Regions from separate parts of the Capra hircus genome. Here region 2 is linked to region 1. A link is a contact called in public Hi-C data. All regions are on one chromosome and are shown on one strand. Each heading gives the region's core, a stretch centred on a gene start, on an enhancer-like site or on the middle of the called end of the contact. The rest is flanking DNA. Distances are from core to core; before and after follow the strand shown.

Region 1 (4,851 bases), core at 1,080-3,579:
TTGTTGCATACCATTGGCCATTTCATGCTTACTGAGGCTTCTTCTCAGTTCTGGAAAGAACGTATTGTGTGGAAGTGATATTTTGTGTCCATTTGATACAGATCCTATGTGTTCCTGGTCCCAGATACCCTTGTTGGCCAAAGCTAACCATGGAAGATGGATTTTTTAAACAAGCAACCTTAGTAACAGAACACATATTTTTGTTAAGATTTTTTTTTTTAATGTGGACTATTTAAAAGTCTTTATTGAATTTGTTATGCCGTTGCTTCTGAGGGCTTCCCTGGTGGCTCAGAGACCACCTCCAATTCGGGAGACCTGGGTTTGATCCCTGGGTTGGGAAGATCCCCTGGAGGGCATGGCAATGCACTCCAGTATTCTTGCCAGGAGAATCCCCATGGACAGAGGAGCCTGGTGGGCTACAGTCCATGGGGTCATAAAGAATCAGACAAGACTGAGCGACTAAGCACATTGCTCCTGTTTTTTTTTTTTTTTTTTTTCTTACGTTTTGGTTTTTTGACCGTGAGGCATGTGGGATCTTGGCTCCTTGGCCAGGGATCAAACCTGTACCCCCTGCATTGGAAGGTAGAATCTTAACCACTGGACTGCCAGGAAAGACCCAACACTTGGGTTTTGAACTTACAATATATTTAGACCGTAACGGCCAGATACTATAGTTCCTTTCACCTTTTGAAGAAGGTGTAAAGTAGCTGCTGACTTCCATTCCTGACCTCAGGCAGGTCCCAGCCCCCAAAACTCCAGTTCTGCAAGTAGCAGAGCAGGATTCTGCTTTTACCAGTACTAGTGTTACTTACTTCCTGCTTATGCAGCATCCTTCCCGCAAGATCAAGAAAGTACCAGCATCAAAACCTGAAGAGTGTCCCTACCTTGGAAAACAAATCCCAAAGATACTAGTGAAATACTCCTTTAAGATAAGCTGCGTCAGTCACCAGCGCTCTCGACATGAAGAATGATGCTGGGGAAAGTGCACCAATGATTCCGAAATGGAAAGTGGCTCAGACAGCTGGCCCCTGATGGCGAAGGGGGGCAGATGCTTGATCTCAGCATGTCAGCGAGCACACACGTGCACTAAGTCAGTCCCATTGCCTCTGGTTCTAGGACTGGCCTCAGCAGTGGAGGGAACATGGACTGTTTCCCACTTGGCCTTAAAACAAGGACAAGGCACTGTGTCGAGATGGATTCTGTTGGGTCCAGACCTCACATCTGGGCTGAAGACACATGATGTGTGGACACAGAGCTACTCTGGGAAAGACCCCACCAGCCTCGTGAAAGTCACATGGATGTGTGACGGCCGCTGTATTTCCTTCCTCCAGCTTGCATTTAGAGAACAACAAATGCTTTACAGCTTGTAAAGCATGTTCACTTACATTGTCTTATCCCCTTCTCACAACCCTGGAAAGGAGGGCAGATATTATCATTGCTGCCTTTCAAAACTGAAAAATAGCAGCCCAGAGAGGTAAAGAGATTTAATCAGGGAACCAACCATGGGTTGTGACAAAGCCTGAATTTGACTGATATCTTTAATGCCTCTCCCTGAGCTCTACCATACCATGAAGTGTACTTTCAGGAAAATTCCACTTCTTTGTCTTTTGCATTCAGTTCAGTTCAGTTCAGTCACTCAGTCGTGTCTGACTCTTTGTGACCCCATGAACTGCAGCATGCCAGGCCTCCCTGTCCATCACCAACTCCCGGATTTCACTCAGACTCACGTCCATCGAGTCGGTGATGCCATCCAGCCATCTCATCCTCTGTCGTCCCCTTCTCCTCCTGCCCCCAATCCCTCCCAGCACCAGAATCTTTTCCACAGAGTCAACACTTCGCATGAGGTGGCCAAAGTACTGGAGTTTCAGCTTTAGCATCAGTCCTTCCAAAGAACACCCAGGGCTGAGCTCCTTCAGAATGGACTGGTTGGATCTCCTTGCAGTCCATGGGACCCTCAAGAGTCTTCTCCAACACCACAGTTCAAAAGCATCAATTCTTCGGTGCTCAGCTTTCTTCACAGTCCAACTCTCACATCCATACATGACTACTGGAAAAACTGTAGCATTACCTGGATCTAAATAGTTTTGCTCTGTGTTGGTTGGCTTTTGTTGTTGTTGTTGTTTTAGAGAAACATGATTCCAGTCTACAATTAAAATTCTTGTAGAGCAAGAATCCCATTTGACAGCCACCATTGCTAATTTCTCTTTAAAAAAATTATTTGGCTGCATTGGGTCTTAGTTGCAGCACGCAGGAATCTTCTCTCTTCATTGCAGCCTGCAGGATCTTTAGTTGCAGCATTCAAACCCTTCGTTGCAACATGTGGTATCTAATTTCTCAACCAGGGATGGAACCTGGGCCCCCTGCCAGGGGAGCTCAGAGTCTTAGCCACCAGAACACCAGGGAAGTCCCGCTAATTTCTCGTAAATGACACCCTCACCAATTGCCCATGAGATAGCCACTTTCATGCATTACATCCCAAGAGGGGCCTTTAAGAATGGGGTGGGTAGTCTTCACCTTATTTTCAAGTTACACAAGAAGGCCTCAGTACTCCTGGCTTTTGTTAACTCTGGGAGGGAGCTTACAGAACACCACCAACTCCCCCGCCCCACCTCCACCCCAAGTATTAGTATCTGTTTGCATCAGTGGGCACAGTTTCTTTATTTTTATTGAAGTAGAAGGGTTTTGAGTTTTACTCCTTTTGCTTTGTGGGTTGTTTTGTTTGGGTGCAGAGCTCCTTGGGAGGAAGGTCAGAGTAAGGGAGCTGTCATCCCCCATCCTGCCTGGAGACTCATCTCCAGCCCCAGTGAGCAAAGAGTTAGCATGATAGATGGCGAGAGAAGTAATCATGTGAGACTTTGAGCAACTAAAAGATACCAGCGGTTCTGCAAGGGCACATGGGCTGTAAAAGGCAACCGATCAGTGAGAAGGTCATTGGTTCCCTACAGATCCATCCCGCCCTCCACTTTGGCAACTAGGTGGTGTAGTGGCCCCAGGACAGAATGGCATCCCCAGGCAACAGGAGTGACCGCTCTAAGAACAGTGTTCTTACTGAAGACACATGCTGATGAGGTGCACTTCTTTAAAAAATTAAATTATTCTTTTATCTTGTTTATCTTATTTTTGGCTGCGCTGGTTCTTTGTTGCTGCATGCAGGCTTGCTCTAGTTGTGATGCGTGGGCTTCCTATTGCAGTGGCTTCCACTGTTTCACAGCATGGGCTCTAGAGTGCACGGGCTTCAGTAGGGCTGCACACAGGCTCAGTTGCCCACGGCATGGAGAATCCTCCCATACCAGGAATTAAGCCCATGTCCCTTGCATTGGCAGGCTGATTCTTAACCCCTGGACCATTAGGGACGTCCCTAGGTACCCTTTCCAAGGGGTTGTGAAGGGTAGGACCATCAGCGGGAGGTCACAGTGGAACAGCAGAGTGGATCTAACTCTGTCTCCTCGGGAGACGCCTCAGGGGCCTCCAGAAGTAACTGAAGAAGAGTTGACAGGACAGAAGATAAGCAGGGACTTCTGCAGACCTTCAAGAGGGGCTCAGAGCTGGCAAGATTGAGTCTGGATGTCAGTGTGACTTCACTGGCACCCTAAGCTGGTGAAGTCTACTGATGCGCTGCTGTGAAACACTGCACTTTATTCTTCTCCTCTACGTGCCATTCAACTTTGAACATCCCATCTTTAGGAAAGATGCCGTGAAATGTGCTTACAGAGCAGACTTCTTCCAAGAGCAATTCTCCCACTGGCTGATGGCCCTGCTCCCTTCCCCCTTCTCTGGAGGGCCCTAGGAAGGGGGAATCCTAGGGTTCAGGGCCGGAAGGAAAACAAGTAGCTCTTTTCTGTGTTAGGACAGAACAGCAGATATGATTGCTAAAGGTTTCTAAATGATCAGGAGACGAGGCAAAGGTTTTTGCTGTTTCAGCTGAAGTTGGAATGAGAAGACCTATGGGGTAGGCTGCAACATGGATGATACAGATTAGAGAAGTCAAGGATTTCCCAACATCAAAGGGTGTTAAAAGGGACCCTGCTTCAGGCCCATTTTGAAAGGTAAACAGAGACGCCTCCGTTTGTCTGCCGACCTTCCGGATCTTGAACTGACTCTCTGTTCCCGACCCCCACCCTCTTCCCGAGTTCACTGGCCTTCTGTCCACGTTCAGCATCTTCATTACCGCACTTACAGACACTGAGCTGTGAACCCCTCAGGGGCGGAGACTGTGTCCTAGTCTTTAATGTGTCCTTGGACCCTCAGGAGGCACAACACTCACAGTGAATGTTGGTTGGTCTGATCCTAAGTGAAAAGGTGCTTGGAAACAGGAGGCTACATCAGGGCTCCTTAGAGCAGTAGGCGTTCACACGTCTGAGCTTCACCTGCGGAATGGGCCGCCAAGAGCTATAGTAGCTGCCAAGAGGATGCAATGAGGAAGCATCAGGAAAACATCTCCATAGTGCCGGGTCACATATGGTCCCCTCCTCCCCTCTGTCCCCTTCCTGGTGTCCCTTTCTGCCTGACGTTGGGTCTGGAAGCAAAGGTCAGGCGCTCTATGTGAAGACGGGTCTGAGTGAGTTCTCATGAATGGCAAAGCATATGAGGGAACTCGGCAGCAGAGATGAGCAAACTGCAGGTCCTGCCTGGGATGTGGAATGCAAGTTGGTTCACAAAACATAGGGGTGGGGGGACATTTCTGGTGTCAGAACACAGCTACCCATGGAAGCTACCGCCTTCATCTGTGGATCCAAGTCCACTCAGAAGGGGCGGCCAGTGAGTGTGTGCCGGGCTGGGCACCAGGGCTGCAGCTGACAGATCTTTCACTCCATGGCCTGGGAGCTTCCTGGGGAAGAAAAGATGCCAAAT
Region 2 (4,851 bases), core at 874-3,373, 160 kb before region 1:
GGCAGGCCAGCGGGTAGGGATGCAGGCTGGGCGTCCCACCGACCCGTGTGGGACTCCTGACACAACCCCTTCCCACCTTCCCTGGTTCTTTATGGGGGGGTCTTACCACATGCCAGGCCCTGTGTGTGGCACCAGGGTCAGACAGAGCCTTGAACGTCGCCATGGGCCAGGTGTGAATTCAAGGGGCAGCTCTACTCAGGGACACGGGGCTTAAGCCCAATCAGAGAGGCGGACATTGATTAGACAGGCACCCCGACAGGGCCGCTCTGAAGACTGCGCGGAGGAAGGGCAGCTGGGGACAACAAGGCAGCCCTGAGGCCTAGAACCAGCTTCCCAGCTAATCTGACTCTCACTGTGACAGTAACATTGAGACCTGCCGCCTACGGCTTTTGTGAGACTCGATGGGACCCCGCACACAGACCGCCCGGGACCCCTGGCCAGGTCCTTGGTGCACCATAAGCGGAGGGTGGCGGGCTTTCTCATCCCTAGGCCAGTGGGAGTCTGGGGGTGCGGCTGCAGTCAGGAAGGGCTCGCCCAGGGCAGAGGAATGGCGGTCAGGCCCACCTTCCCTCCCGACTCGGCCTTTCCCTGGAACTGGAGGGCCGGCTTCCCGCCTGCTCCCTGACCTTGGCCAGCTGCCGCCGCCAGAACCCAGTACAATTTCCAGGTCAGTACACTCCTGGATTGGGCCCCACTGTCCCCCAGGGGCAGTCATCCTGCCAGGGAGCGGCTGAGCCAGCCGCTGTGCGCTGGCTGTGCGGGGGAGACCAAGAACAAAGCGACCAGGCTTGGCCAGGCAGATGCCGGATCTGCAGCTGGTGAAGCCACCGTGATCCCCCGCCCCGGCTCCACCCCCCATAAAGGGGGGACGGTCCTGATGGAGATCTGAAGGCTACGGTGACAACTGCCCCACCACCGAGTCCTGCCCAGAGCCCTGGGCCGCTGAGGGGAGCCCGGGCTCAGCCACCCCCACTATCCCTCCTCCCACCATCGTGGTGGGGGAGTCCCCAGGCCCTTCCTGCTGCCTCAGTTTCCCCAAGGAGAGGCCAGGGTGGGGCATCACTGATAACACTAATCACAGCATGAGATGTGAAGGAGCAGAGGTGGGGGTTTGGGGGGTTTGGGGGGTTTGGGGGAGCCCTGCTCAGATCTGCCTTCCAGCCAAGGTCCAGGAGACAAACGGGGTGGAGCCTCAAGGGCCAGGACTTCCTGGGAGCAGGCTGGTTTTATGGGTGCTGCCTGTGTGGTCACCCAGGGTGGGGGGGTTCCATAATTAGGAAGCCCTGGGGCTTGGTTTCCTGCTCTGCTGTCACTGTCGTCAGACTCCTAATAACTTCCTAACAGACACAGCCCCACAGACTCTGTGGCCACTCCTGCCCGACACTGGCACACCAAAAGCCGTCCCATCTGGGGGACAGAACTGGGGGGTGCTGGAGCAACCGACCGCCACCTCCCACCCCCTAAACACTCCAGTGACGATGGAGACACCAGAGGCCTCCTCTCGACTTTAGCCAGGTGGAACCTGTGATTCTGGAGGGCAGGGGAGATACAGAGCAGCCCTGAGCTCACCAGGGGCAGGTGAGGCCAAGGTCAGGGGGGAACTCACCCCTCCCCCTTTACCCCCTCCCCACCTCCCACAATAGGGGAGGGGGAGCCCTGACCATCCCCTTCGAGCTGAGTTCTCACCCGTTCATCAGAGGATGCTGCAATGCCTAGGCAGGCGGGCAGAGACTCGGGCCGAGGCGGGAAGGCCGCAGCCAGCAGGACCAGCCCAGGGCCCCCGCTCTGGCCTCCGGTCTCCAGCCAGGAGGTAATTCAGAAATTCCTCCAGAATGCTGCCCAAGCCTGCCGGCCTCACCACCCCAGCCTAAACCCGCCCGCCTGGGCCGCCTGACTCCTGGTTTCCACTTCCCAGAGCCCAGTGGCTGCTCCCACCCCCTCTCTCACAGCTGGTCCAGGGTCCGGGAAACCAGCTGGCAGGCGGGGAGCTGGCCCTGGCTTCCCCGGCTGCACAAAAGAGGGCAGAGAGGAGGCCCATCCCGGTCTGTGGGGTGGGGAAAGAGGCAAGACTGAGCCTTGGGGATCTGCCCGAGGCTCAGCCTGGAGCCTGGCCCAGTTCTCAGAAGCCAGCCCGGCGGAATCTTGCCCTTCCTGGCAGAGGGCTCCAGGCAGGAGCCAGGAACCCTGGGCGGGCCCTAACCCAGCACCCCAGTCTTCTGTGCCCAGAGGGTGAGAACTGGGCTACCCCACCCCCACCCCAGGCTCCTTCCCCAGCATGTCCCAGGATCCCAGGATTGCTCACCCCCTCCCCATTAAGATGCATATTTTCTCAGGGAGGCTTGGAGAGGCCGGAACCCCCGGCAGCATTTCCCCTTCTTCGTGTCTGCGGGAAGCTATGGCCAGCCAAGCTCAAGTAAGACCCAGAGGAAAGGGTGAGGGAGGGAATTCAGTCAAACTGGCAGCGAGACTTGCTTCTGCAGAGGAGGAAGTGAAGGGAAAATCGCTCAGTCGTGTCTGACTCTCTCTGTGACCCCGTGGACTATACAATCCATGGAGTTCTCCAGGTCAGAACACTGGAGTGGGTAGCCATTCCCTCCTCCAGGGTATCTTCCTGGCCCAGGGATCGAACCCAGGTCTCCCACATTGCAGGCGGATTCTTTACCAGCTGAGCTACAAGGGAAGACTTTAAGGAAGGGGACAAAAGTGTCAATGAATTTACTGGTTTCAAAACCACGTCCTGGACGGGTTTTGCTACCAGGGCCACCAGCATCACGAAGGCCCCTCCCGGGCTGGATGCCGAGGGCGCAAAGCAGGTCAGAGCTCCGAAGTAAGAGCCCAGCTTTGCCACTGACCGGCCACAGGAGACCGGGCAGAAAGCGGCAGCTCTCGTCTGCTGCTTCCTTACCTGTAAGGAGGGAAATTGTCGCCCCCTTCCCAGGGGCGCTGTGGGTGTCACTATGGATCCTGGGGGGCTGGGCGCCATGCCTGGCTCGGAGGGTGCCCCCGCAGCCGGCATCGCCCTTTTCCACGGCGGTAACTCTGCTCAGCCCTGGCCCGAGCTGCGTCCCCCACATTCCCATGGCCCAGGAGCACTTCTGGGCCTGGTTCTCAGACTCGGGGTGTCAGCAAGCTGGAAGTGGACATGGCCTTCCTGGGAAAGGGCTCCTGAGGCCCCCCCCAGGGACACTTGGCCTCCAGAGTGGTGGAGCCTGTCTCCCCCCATCACCTTCCCCAGTACCACGGCCAGCACCAATTCCCAGATGCCAGGTGAAGGACCCCATGGTAAAGCGTCTGCCTGCAATGCAGGAGACCCGGGTTCGATCCCTGGGCCAGGAAGATCCCCTGGAGAGGGGAATGGCAACCCACTCCAATATTTTTTGCCTCGAGAATCCCATGGACAGAGGAGCCTGGTGGGCTACACAGTCCATGGAGTCGCAGAGAGTCAGACATGACTGAGCGACTGAACAATAACAACATTGAAAGAATCCAGAAATACCCTGGCTCACGTCCAGGTTTCCCAAGTCTACAAAGCTGCAGAACACACGTCTTTGCCCCTCATCTCCTTGGAGAATAAGAGGGCACCCCCTCTACACCCGCAGGGACTTTAAGTTCTGAAAGTCAAGCACAGCCCTCATGGCCGACCCTGGAAGAGGACCCCGCCAAACGCTCCTGCATAACCAGATGCCCCTCCACCTCCACTGCCTGCTTCTCAGAAACCGCTGAGCAGAGCTTCCCCTCAACCGTATTCCCCTCCTGCCTTGACTTCTCTGTTTCTGCCTGAGGCCTGACTCTTGGCCCCCGACTTTCAGCCATGAACTCTAGGCCTCTACACCTCTAACCCCTCCCACCTGTCCCCCCCCCCCCCTGGCCCAGTCTCCCTGACATCAGACAGCACCGCTGGCTTTGCATGTGAAGCTTGGAAACAGCCGATAGAATGAGCGTTGTCATCCCCTCGGAGGTTACAGCATTCACATTTGGCTGCTGGAAAGTACAGACAGACAGATTGCTGGCTCCTTGCTCCCCAACTCTGCAGGGCCTCCCCAGGGGCTGGGAGGGAGGGAAACCGGCTCAGCCTCGGAGGTCCTGAGGTCTCACCAGGCTCTGTGATTCAAGGACAGCCAGCACCTGGGAGCCGGGTGAGTCTATGGCCCTACAAAGAACTCGAGCCCTTAACTCAGCAGCTTCACGACCTTGACCTCACTGGTATTGGTGACCTTGACCTCACTGGTATTCATTTCTTCCTCTATAAACCGGGAACAATCCCGCCTCGCAGGCGGAAGTGAAGAGTGTTGTGTGTACTATTTGAGCCATGGTGGGTTTGTGTGTGGTCAGTTGTCAATCACGCTCCATCACTTTTACGTGCACGTGACATCTGTTTTTCATGCAGAATTGAGTTGACGTGTTCATGTCTGACAAGGTTTGGAAACATGGATGTTCAATATGTGTTCGGTTTCCCTGAGCTGGGCACCACGAAGACATACAGTCCCCCATGGACTTCTCTCTCTCTCCTTTGCCATGAATGAGACAATGTACTTTGCAGGCAAGCACTGCTTGTCACCCCCACACAGTCCCTTTGCTCCAGGAGATCCGTGGAGATCCCAGGGTGGTCCCAGGGATGGACTGGAAGGCTGAGCCTCCTGGGATCCCCAGGGCAGGAATTCCTGGGCAAGGCTGGACTCAATTTCCCAGAAACATGATTCCACATTCCTTACCCTCTGACATGCAAACATGTAAATTTTCTTTTTCCCATTACTAAGCTTGATTTTTGTTGTAAACCACGTTCACCCTTCTATCATCTCAAAGAACACAGAATTTCATTTGATAACTTCCAAATAAACTTAGTCACTGCAG

The links. A called contact is a pair of places that touch in the nucleus more often than the background predicts.
Region 2: a Hi-C map of liver shows a contact between it and region 1, with 3 times the contacts expected there. The contact joins two enhancer-like sites. A contact is called at or near these places in 2 of 5 Hi-C or Micro-C datasets (both in liver).

What each region holds. Positions count from the first base shown.
Region 1 is chr10:14,790,664-14,795,514 of ARS1.2, reverse strand. No RefSeq gene overlaps it. Among named protein-coding and RNA genes, the nearest start is that of CIPC, 9.6 kb to the right of the region's middle. Within about 2 kb of position 2,329, at least 1 of the 5 cell types and tissues checked has an H3K27ac peak or open chromatin away from gene starts, as enhancers often do.
Region 2 is chr10:14,954,778-14,959,628 of ARS1.2, reverse strand. No RefSeq gene overlaps it. Among named protein-coding and RNA genes, the nearest start is that of LRRC74A, 43 kb to the left of the region's middle. Within about 2 kb of position 2,123, at least 3 of the 5 cell types and tissues checked have an H3K27ac peak or open chromatin away from gene starts, as enhancers often do.